Regions from separate parts of the Mustela erminea genome. Here region 1 is linked to region 2. A link is a contact called in public Hi-C data. All regions are on one chromosome and are shown on one strand. The core of a region is the stretch at or near the end of the contact, and the rest is flanking DNA. Distances in the headings are between cores, read along the strand shown. Region 1 holds the start of JUN (transcription factor AP-1). Region 2 overlaps LOC116567092.

Region 1 (5,155 bases), core at 2,104-4,603, 110 kb after region 2:
CCTGTCTCTGTTCCACTGGTCCATCTTGAGGGTACACAGGAGAGACGTCTTGCATTTAGAAAAAAGGTCACATCTGGAGCTGATACAGAGTCTACTACGAATCACCCAGAACCTGGAAAGTGAGCTTGACACACTGTGACTTGATAAATCTTTAGGATTGTCCCCCCTGAGGAAAGAATGAGAAAATTCTGTCTGTGGGAAGACAGTAAGCCAAACATTTGGTGAGCAGAAAAGAGACTGCTAGAGTCATTAGTGTTGTTCTCCAAATAGTCCTGGCTCTCTCCCTTTAAGATACTCGGCAGAATTGCAGAGATTTAAAATTAGGCGGTAGCCACATGACTTGCTTTGACCAGTGATACCCAAGCAAAAACTCAGTGTGTCACTTTCAGGTGGATGCTTCGAGAGCTAGTGAATGGTCTGCTGCCTTGTCTCCTCCAGCCAAGAGAGTAATGAGAAGTACGTGTCAAGACGAAGCCTTCTTCAGTCCAAGTCCTCAAGTGTCCATGGTGAGCAGAACTCCCCTGTAGACCTTGAGCGGGGACATGTAGCATGAACAAGAAATAAACTTCCCCTGGGGTAAGCCACTGAGATGTCTGGCTTGTTCGTTAGAGCAGCATAACCCAGCCTGTCCTGACTGATCCTGGAAGTGAGAGAGGAGGAAGGAGAGCAGGAGTGAGCATAGCAAAGGAGCCCCCTCTCTCAAGCCAAGGTCTCTGAACTCTTTCCTGGTCATAAGGGAAAGCCATGAAGGTTTCCAAGCAGCGGTGTTAACATGAACAGATCTGCTATTTTTTGGATAAAATATTCTATTTCTCAACATAAGAAGAAAATAAGCCTACTAAACCACATAAGGCAGAGAGAAACACACAGAACCCTTGGGCAAAAGATGTGTGTATATATATACTTACACACACAAAGTCCTAAGTCTTAAAGTTTCCAAATACAGGAGCTCTGAAAGGAGTTCCAGAGGATCAGACATGGTAATTAGTTCTATCCCACTGTCCAAGTGCCATTCCCCTACAGACACCCAATACTTAAGAAAGTCTTCCAGAGCAGAACAGATCCAAGGGAATGGAACAAAGACCTGAGGTTAATTTCCAGCTGTGTGACCTAAGCAAGAGCCTTAACCTCTCTGAACCTAGTTCCTCATATGTTAGATCCAAATAAAAATACCCGTACCTAGAGATGGCTGTGAGGAGAAACAGCATATTTAAATAGTTCAGGTAAATGCCTGGCTGGTGGTAGGTGTTTAATACATGAAATTTATTTTTATTACCGTTAACATAAAAAATTATTAAGAACGTCAGCTCCGTGATTACAAAAGAAAATGATTCAGGGCAACAGAATAGAGAATGTTCCTTCCTCAAGGGAAATAACTGGGTCTTGTCATCACTCTATCCCCCGACCGCAGCTCAGTGCCTGGCTCACAGGAGCGGCTCAGTTTCCCTCTGCTGCAGGAGGGAAGAGGTGAGTGCGTGGGGTGAAGAAAAGCTGTCAAGATTTCTGACACCAGCTGCTGTTGGGCCCTTGAATCTGAACTCTCAAAGCCACAAATACCGTAAAGCTCTGGGCTATAAACCCAAGGCTGAATTCCCCCTAAGTTCAGAAGCTGAAAAGCCAAAATTAGAATCTGAGAACACAAATTGCAGCAAGTCTGACTTCAAACCCCAGTCCTCCACAGGAGGTCCGGGAAAGTGCTGACTTCTGACCCTTTGCTCCCTCACCTTCCTCTCCTCACCGCTCCTCACAGGGGTAAGGACACCTGGTTCTGCCAAGTCACACTTATATTCCGCATTTCATCGAGGTTCTGGGAAACTCCGAAGGAGGGTAGAAAAGGGGTTTGTTCGGCGACCACCTCCTGGCCCTGGAGGCGACGATGTTCCACTAGCTCAGCCCAGTGAGTTGGGTCTCACCGGCCACACTTGCAGACCTGAACGAATTCAAGAGAAGTTCGGCAATTCGGTCACTTCACACCGTGGCAGCGCTGGGCACGCGAGAACCCACGATCCCCGATTTGGATATTCCTTCCGCCATACACTTTTGTCCCTAAGGGCTGCGGGGTAGGAGGAGGAAAAAAATAACCGCAGAAAAGGAACCACTTATATGTGTCTAGCGCTTCCTAGAGGCTACCCAGGATATGGGCCCACCACCTGGCCCGGAGCGGAGAGATCTTAAATCCTGGTCACTACCCCTGACTCGCTGCGTGACTTTTTTTTGAGTTATCTGACGCTCTCGGACTTGTTTTCCTGTAAACAAATCAGGACGGGAGGTGGTGTGTGTGTGTGTTTGTGGTGTGTGTGCGCGCCCGCGCGCGCGCGCGCCCGCGCGTGTGTTTGTGAACTATGGTTGCATGTTGTGCGGGGGCGGGTAGCAGACGATCACCGGGGTTCCCCAAGTTTCGGATTCCCTAAACGCGCATTCACAACTGGAAGCTGAGTTGCCCCCTCATTCTACCCCTTATAGAAAAACTTCCCCATCAAGGCAAAACTGAGCGCGCGCACCCTTTCTCCCATGGTCTGGAGGGTGCAATGGGGGTGCAACGCAGACTTCGCTGAGCACCGAGTTTCGAGCAATGCAAATCACTTGGCTTCTGGGCTCAGCCAAACAGCAGCGCCGACGATCGCTCGTGAACTTGACCAGGAGACAAACTTTGCAGCGTCCTCAACGTGGGGGGCCCGCTCTCCCGAGACCGCCCCTAAACTTAAGCCCACTTTCACTCGCCCCCACAGGGGACTTAACAGAGCCACCTTAAGGGCGGTGCTCCCGCCCCCCGGAAGTGCGGGGGGGCACACACCCGAGCGAACAGCCTCCTGCCCCGCAAGGCGGCGAAGTGCCGGTGGATAATAGCGAGCACCCCAAGTGGGGAAATACCCCACACCCAGCGCTCTCAGCCCCAGACACCTGGCCCGGTTTCCGAGCCTTCCGGGTGCCTGAGCCCCTGCATTCCCGCCCAAGCCCTGAACGTGAGCCCGCCTCGGTCAGAGGCTGCGAGAGCCCGCGTCCAACCGACTCGCTGTAGCCACCGTCACTAGACAGTCAAACCCCAAGACGTCAGCCCACAATGCACCGGGCGGGCCGGGAAAGACGCGCCGGGGAGGGGAGGGGAAAGAGCCCCGCGCGAATCGCGCGGGAGGGGGAGGGGGAGAGGAGGAGAAAGAAGGGCCCAACTGTAGGAGGGCAGCGGGGCATTACCTCATCCCGTGAGCCTCCGCGGGTCTAGAGAAGAATCTTCTAGGGTGGGGTCTCCATGGCGACGGGCGGGCCCGCCCCCTTGAGAGCGACGCGAGCCAATGGGAAGGCCTTGGGGTGACATCATGGGCTATTTTTAGGGGTTGACTGGTAGCAGATAAGTGTTGAGCTCGGGCTGGATAAGGGCTCAGAGTTGCACGGAGTGTGGCAGAACCACCGAGGCGGGAGTGGAGGTGCGCGGACTCAGGGAGGCAGGCAGACACGGGCAGGCAAGACGGCAGTGGTGTCCGAGCTGCAAATCCTATTTTCTTTTCTGTTTTCTCACCAACTGCCCAGAGCTAGCGCCTGTGGCTCCGGGGCTGGTGTTTTGGGGAGCGTCCGGAGAGCCCCTTCTCCAGCCGCCCCCAGGAGGAGAGCCCCGCTGCCCGGGAGCTGCTGACAGCGCGGAGCGAGGCGGCAGTCCGTCCGGGGAAGTCCGGAGAGCGGCTGCAGCGGCCAAGAACTTTCCTGGCCAGGAGGACAGGGGACAAGTGGCCCGGGTCCCGGAGCGAACTTTTGCAAAGCTTTGCTGCGCGTGAAGCTGTGGCGGCGGCGGTGAAGACGAGAAGGCGGCGGAGAGAGGAGACCGAGGAGGGACGTGCGCTCAGCTTCTCTCGCACCGGTTGCTGAACTTGGGCGAGCGCGAGCCGCGGCTGCCAGGCGCCGCCTCCCCCTCGCAGCGGAGGAGGGGACAGTCGTCGGCGTCGGGGCGGCGGAGACCCGCCGCCGGCCGGCCACAGCGGGATCGGCGCTGACTGCTGCCGCCGGGAAGGCCGCTGTCGCCGGGAAGCGCATTCGTCCGCCGGCTGCCAGGAACCGCTGCGCCCGAGAGCGCTCCGTGAGTGACCGCGACTTTTCAAAGCCGGGCTGCGCGCGCGAGCTGACAAGAAGAGTGCGGGCGGCACCTGAACCCTGAGCGCCTGGGGAGCGAGCTGGTGAGCAGGGCGCAGGGGGGAGGACAGCCGGCGGGTGCGCGCGCCTCTCGAGAAACTTTCCTTGCCCAGGGCCCCGGGAGGCGCGGGTGTCCCCCGCTCGCCAGCGCGCTGTTGCGGCCCCGAAACTTCTGCGCGCAGCCCAAACTAACCCCACGTGAAGTGACGGACTGTTCTATGACTGCAAAGATGGAAACGACTTTCTACGACGATGCCCTGAATGCCTCGTTCCTCCAGTCTGAGAGCGGCGCCTACGGCTACAGTAACCCCAAGATCCTGAAACAGAGTATGACCCTGAACCTGGCCGACCCGGTGGGTAGCCTGAAGCCGCACCTCCGGGCCAAGAACTCGGACCTCCTCACCTCGCCCGACGTGGGGCTGCTCAAGCTGGCCTCGCCCGAGCTGGAGCGCCTGATAATCCAGTCCAGCAACGGGCACATCACCACCACGCCGACCCCCACGCAGTTCTTGTGCCCCAAGAACGTGACAGACGAGCAGGAGGGCTTCGCCGAGGGTTTCGTGCGCGCCCTGGCCGAACTGCACAGCCAGAACACGCTGCCCAGCGTCACGTCGGCGGCGCAGCCGGTCAGCGGGGCGGGCATGGTGGCTCCGGCGGTGGCTTCGGCGGCGGGTGGCAGCGGCAGCGGCGGCTTCAGTGCCAGCCTGCACAGCGAGCCGCCGGTCTACGCCAACCTCAGCAACTTCAACCCGGGCGCGCTGAGCGGCGGCGGTGGGGCGCCCTCCTACGGCGCTGCCGGCCTGGCCTTTCCCGCGCAGCCCCAGCAGCAGCAGCAGCCCCCGCAGCCGCCGCACCACCTGCCCCAGCAGCTCCCCGTGCAGCACCCGCGGCTGCAGGCCTTGAAGGAGGAGCCGCAGACGGTGCCCGAGATGCCCGGGGAAACGCCGCCCCTGTCCCCCATCGACATGGAGTCGCAGGAGAGGATCAAGGCAGAGAGGAAGCGCATGAGGAACCGCATAGCTGCCTCCAAGTGCCG
Region 2 (4,945 bases), core at 895-3,394:
AAAAAAAAAACAAAAAACCAAACCAAAACAAAAAAACGAGATCATGAAGTCATGTGGCCCAATGCCAGGTACTAGTATGTGATCAGGAAAAGCTGGCAATCATCATGGTTAGCGCGGGCATCCGCCAGTGGGTGAGCTTTGTGCTGCCAATGGTGAACCAGTCATCTATTTCTGCATAAGACCTTCCCCCGGGAACATGACATGGGAAAAGTCCTATAGGCAAAGAATTGGTCATCAATACCAATGAATATTACCCAATAAAGACCATCTAGCTGCAGGAGCCAAACTTCCCATTTTGCACAAGAAAAAGTAAATTCAGAGAGAGGAATCACAGGCCCAAATCCACTAAGTCCAGTAAGCTATAGAGAGATTCCTGATGAAACCTTAGGTCTCCTGGTGCTTCCTCCCATGTTCAGTAGTGTTCTTTTAATGTCTCTGTTTTCTGTTAAGAAGCAACATTCAGGACCTTCAATGATCCTATCTTCCTTACATATACTAACTCATTCAATCCTTACAGCAACCTCAGAAGGCTGATCTTATTGTTAATCTCCATTTTATGGATAAAGGAAGTGAGAGAGAAGTTAAGTTACTTACTCAAGCCTCACTTCCAGCCAGCAGTAAAGCCTAGATGTGAGCTTGGGCTTGAAAGCCTGGGTCCTTAACCACACACACATACCAACCTTCCTAAAGTGAAAAAAAAAAGTGTATGGTGTCTCCTTCAGAGGAACCTACTTTCTAGAGGAGAGACAAAACCCCTAAGAGTGTGTAGTCACATGCTTCAGGCCCCAGGAGAGTGAGAGAGGGGGGCGGTTAACTCTGCAAGGTGAGGAGTGAGAAAACTAGGAAAGCTTCCTGGAGGAGGCAGCCTTTAGCCAGTTTCCAAAACTGGCTTGTTTTCCTCTAAGCTGCTGAGCGTAGGGGTATTCCCTACAGATAGAAGTATTCCCTACAGATAGAAGCATCTTTGCTGAGATAGGCAGATGGGAAGCGGCAGGTTTTCAGGGGCACCAGGGAGGCAGGAGGCCAGGACACCAGACATTAACTCAGTGTGTGAGAAGGACAAGTTACTTAACCTACAGAAACCTCAACTTCCTCTTCTGTAGAATGGGGATAATAATGCCTGCCTTGTGAAGCTGTTTGAATATTAAATGAGATCATGTGTATATACTTCTCAACCCAGTGTTGTTCCTCTTTCTTTATTTACCTATTATAAAACTATTTGCCTCCGTAAAATTTTTAATTGAGCTTATTTTTTTGCACTTATGCTCACAGTGGCATTAGTAATAATCCTGAGTGGGTTATTAGTCATTCATAATAATAATATAATTAATGATAATGTTAATTGCCATTGATGGAGGGCATTAAGTACTTAATATGTATAATCTATATTTATCTAATCTACTCCTCCGAACCTATCTTAAAGATAAGTATCATTATCCCCATTTTTTCAGCGAGGTTAAGAAATTTACACAAAGGTCACCGGCTAGGAAGTAGCAGGACTGGTTTTCAGACCCAGGTCTGTCTGTCCAGAAAAATACCCGGCAAACAGAGAATGCCCTGTGTTTTGAGTTCATGTTGGTCTTGGCAATGTCCCTCAGCCTCTTTCTCAGAAAGAAAACAAACATTCAAAGAGGTTTGCTAACGTGTTGGAACAAGAATGCCCTAGTGAGAGAGAGAAGGGGCCCGCTGAGGCAGGGAGATGCATCATATTTGGAGGGTGGGGTTGGGGGGGTGCCTCAACCCCTTCTCCCCAAACCCAGAGGTCCTGAAGAGAGCCTAGCTTGAGCTGGAACCTTGAACCGCCCAGAAGTCCTGGCATCTTGGCAGGTCACTGTGTGCCTTCTCAGGCTTCAGGTGGTTCTGGGAAGCCAGGGGTGTCCTGCCCGCCAGTGGAGACGCCAGGACTGCCAAGGAGGCTGCGGGCTGGTAAGCCAGCCCTTCCCCCCCGCCGTGGGTGGCTCCCAGGCAGCAGGGAGTTAATCTGCTATCTGTTGGGAAGGCTTCCAGAAACCTCCCCGCCTGTGTTTGCTCAAGGCTGGGCTCTTCAGAAACTGAAACCAGCGGGACACCAGGCCCAGCCAGCCCTCATGGGATCCTGCCTGGGTTTACCTTCTATGGGGAAGGATCAGAGGGCTGGGCGGAGCAGAGTCTGGAGCCTGGGCCGCCTGCGGATGTGGCAGGCCTGGCTGCCTTCGGCCTGAGGAGGCCCTAAAACCCCCGCCCACGCCTCCACCACCCGTCGGGACCCGCTCCAAGGCCCCAGAGAAGCACACGGGCAGACAAGCCAGGGTGGCTGGAATTCCGGGCCTGCCCCTCACCACCTCTGAGACACTGAGTCAACCACAGAACTTCAGTTTCAGTTTCTTTAGCTGTGAAATGGGGGTAAATAATGCCTGGCCTTTGGATTCAGTAACGCATGTGCAGTAACCTAACACACAAGAAACGCTTGGTTTATGTCCCCCGGTTGCTGTCCCTGTTACTATTACTGCCGTTGTTGTGCCAGTGGGTCGGGCAGCCTGCTTTGTGAGGTAGTAAGCTCCCATCGCGCAAGGAAGTCCAGCGCAAGTGGAGGGAGATGAGGAAAAAGACAAAAACAGCACAGGAAGGGATTCACGTGTGCATACCCACATACTGACCTGGTCATTTCAGAATCACCTGGGAAACTCAAGCACCACCTCCGACCCACTGAATCAAAACCCCCAAAGGCAAGATTTTCCAAAAGTACAGTTTCATTTTATAAACCACTCATCTGGACCAATCATGTCTACATTCCTCACCTTCAAAAGACCCTAATGTTAAAAAACAAAACAAAACAAAAAAACCCTAATGTTATTCCCTCCCATCCTATCAATTAAAGAGGGTAAATCAGATTTGTTAAGTCATAATTAATTCATTTGCTCACTACATAAGTTATGGACCAAAGGCCCAGAGTTCATTCCACAAATAGTCATTCACTCAACAAATATTTAGTGTGTAACTACCATGTCCCAGGCCCAGTGCTGTGTCCTGGGGGGATGGCGAAGGAGAAGGTGGACAAGACCTCTGTCCATCCCCCTGCACCCTCCAATGCCCCCCCCAGCCCCCCAGCCCCAGCGCTTCCCAATCTGGCAAGGGAATGCAGAAAATGGATTCAAATACTGACATTGAAGCCAGGAGAATCCCGCTGGGTAGAAGACACCAATATTCCGACAGTAAAAAGATGTGGTTCCATCAATAGCAAATAATGTTGACATGTCATTATAGAGAAAGGTGGATGGCGGTCCTCGGCTGTGCGCACACATATGCGCCTGCACAAGAGATGGCATGATTATTTTTATGAATCCCAAAAGGTCCAGGGTCCTTGACTCCAGAACGGCTAAGGTCTTCTGAGGAAAGGAAGACCCTTTGGACTTAATTCCTGCTTATGTGGCCAGTCTCATGGCCTGGCACACACATGAGGAACTGGCCAGTGGCCCCAAACTCTGAGCAGAGCGTGGGCTCTGAAGCCAGGCTGCCTAGGGTTGAATCCCAGCTTGATTCCTTAGTGCTGTGCGATTGTGGGCAAGGTACTGTGAGAGCACAGGCACAGAGAGGAGACCTCTGTGTGCCTGTGAATAACACCTGCTCACAGAGCTGTCCTGGGGATTACAGAGAAGGTACTGAAAGCCGTGGTAGGTGGGCATCGATTAATGAGCGGCTATTATCCTATGCTCCCTTTTGCCTTTGATGGTCTGTCTCTCTGCCTCAAGTACCCCCCTCCCTTTTTCTGTCTGGGGAGCACATAGTTGTTGGTGCCACGGCCCTCCTCTCTAGAGCCTTCCTTTCTTCCTTCAGCAGGCAGTGTGATGCTTTTTCATTTGGGTTCCTATAGTTCTTTATAGCAACCTCTCAGGGCCCCTCTCACACTGCAACTGTGTTTCTCATTGTCATTGAGGTCTTTTCCCTTCCTCTCTGCATTCTGGGTTTTGAAAAACAGGGGCTCCATTTTGTATCTTAAGGATTGTATTTATTTATTTGAGAGAGAGCGAGAATGAGAGAGAGAGAGAGAGAGAGAGAACACAAGCAGGGAGGGGCAGAGGAGAGGGAGAAGCAGGCTCCCCACTGAGCAGGGAGCCAATCCCAGGACCCTGGGATCATGACCTGACCAGAAGGCAGACACTTAACTGACTGAGGCCACATCTTTTCATCTCTAGGGACAAGATGGTCCCTGGGATAGAATAAACACTTGCCACTATCTGTTGAACTAACGAAGGATGGACAAGGGCTGGACGGACATGCCCAGGATCAGAGAATTCTAATCTGCACTTGGGTTCTGTTGGGAAAAGTGCTTTCTTGAGCTTCTGGCTGCTCATCTGGAAAGCAGATCTGATAATAACAGTGCCTGTGTCTTGGGTTTGGGGGGATTAAACGAGGTGCATACAGGGCAACATTTGAGTATGAGCTCTAGAATCAGATTGTTTAAGTCCCAGCTCCACGACTCATAAGCTGCATGATGTCTGACACGTTTTTAACTGTGCTGTACCCGGAGAAGACAGATCTCAAACCAAAAAGAACGCATCGTCATTACGGGCCATTCAGAGAATTAAAGGAGACACTCTTTACAAAGTCACTGGTGCCTGGCATGGAGTAGGTTTTCAGTACATACATACTGGTTCCATCCCCCGCACTTTCTCCAACCCTGTAGGCCCTGGACTCTGAAAGCCTGAGACAGCTGTTCAAATGCCACATTTTGCTCTGAGTGACTAATGTCCCTTAAGCCGAGGTTGGAAAGCCGACTCCAGAACTAAGCTCACATTCAAGCACTGAATGAGATGCAGGGAATGCGGCTGTCCCATTTATTTAATTAATAAGGAAACTTGGGGGGAAAGGAGCAATTTAAAATCAACAAGCATGCCAAGGAAATTAAAAGGCAAGAGCTAGCCCACAATTTCATATGTGGGTTTCAAATGTCATGGGAACGGTCTCT

The links. Hi-C and Micro-C count contacts between places; a contact is called where the count stands out from the background.
Region 1: a contact with region 2 is called in a Hi-C map of fibroblasts, with 2.4 times the contacts expected there. The contact joins the promoter of JUN here to the enhancer-like site in region 2. A contact is called at or near these places in 2 of 3 Hi-C or Micro-C datasets (fibroblasts and skeletal muscle).

The regions. Positions count from the first base shown.
Region 1 is chr10:62,390,337-62,395,491 of mMusErm1.Pri, forward strand. JUN (transcription factor AP-1) reads left to right here and starts at 3,354. Exons shown (of 1, transcript XM_032301952.1): 1 at 3,354-5,155. The coding sequence starts at 4,338.
Region 2 is chr10:62,276,582-62,281,526 of mMusErm1.Pri, forward strand. All of the region lies in intron 1 of LOC116567092, which reads right to left. Among named protein-coding and RNA genes, the nearest start is that of JUN, 110 kb to the right of the region's middle. Within about 2 kb of position 2,145, the one cell type or tissue checked has open chromatin away from gene starts, as enhancers often do. A contact at or near this core is called in fibroblasts, where this site is marked.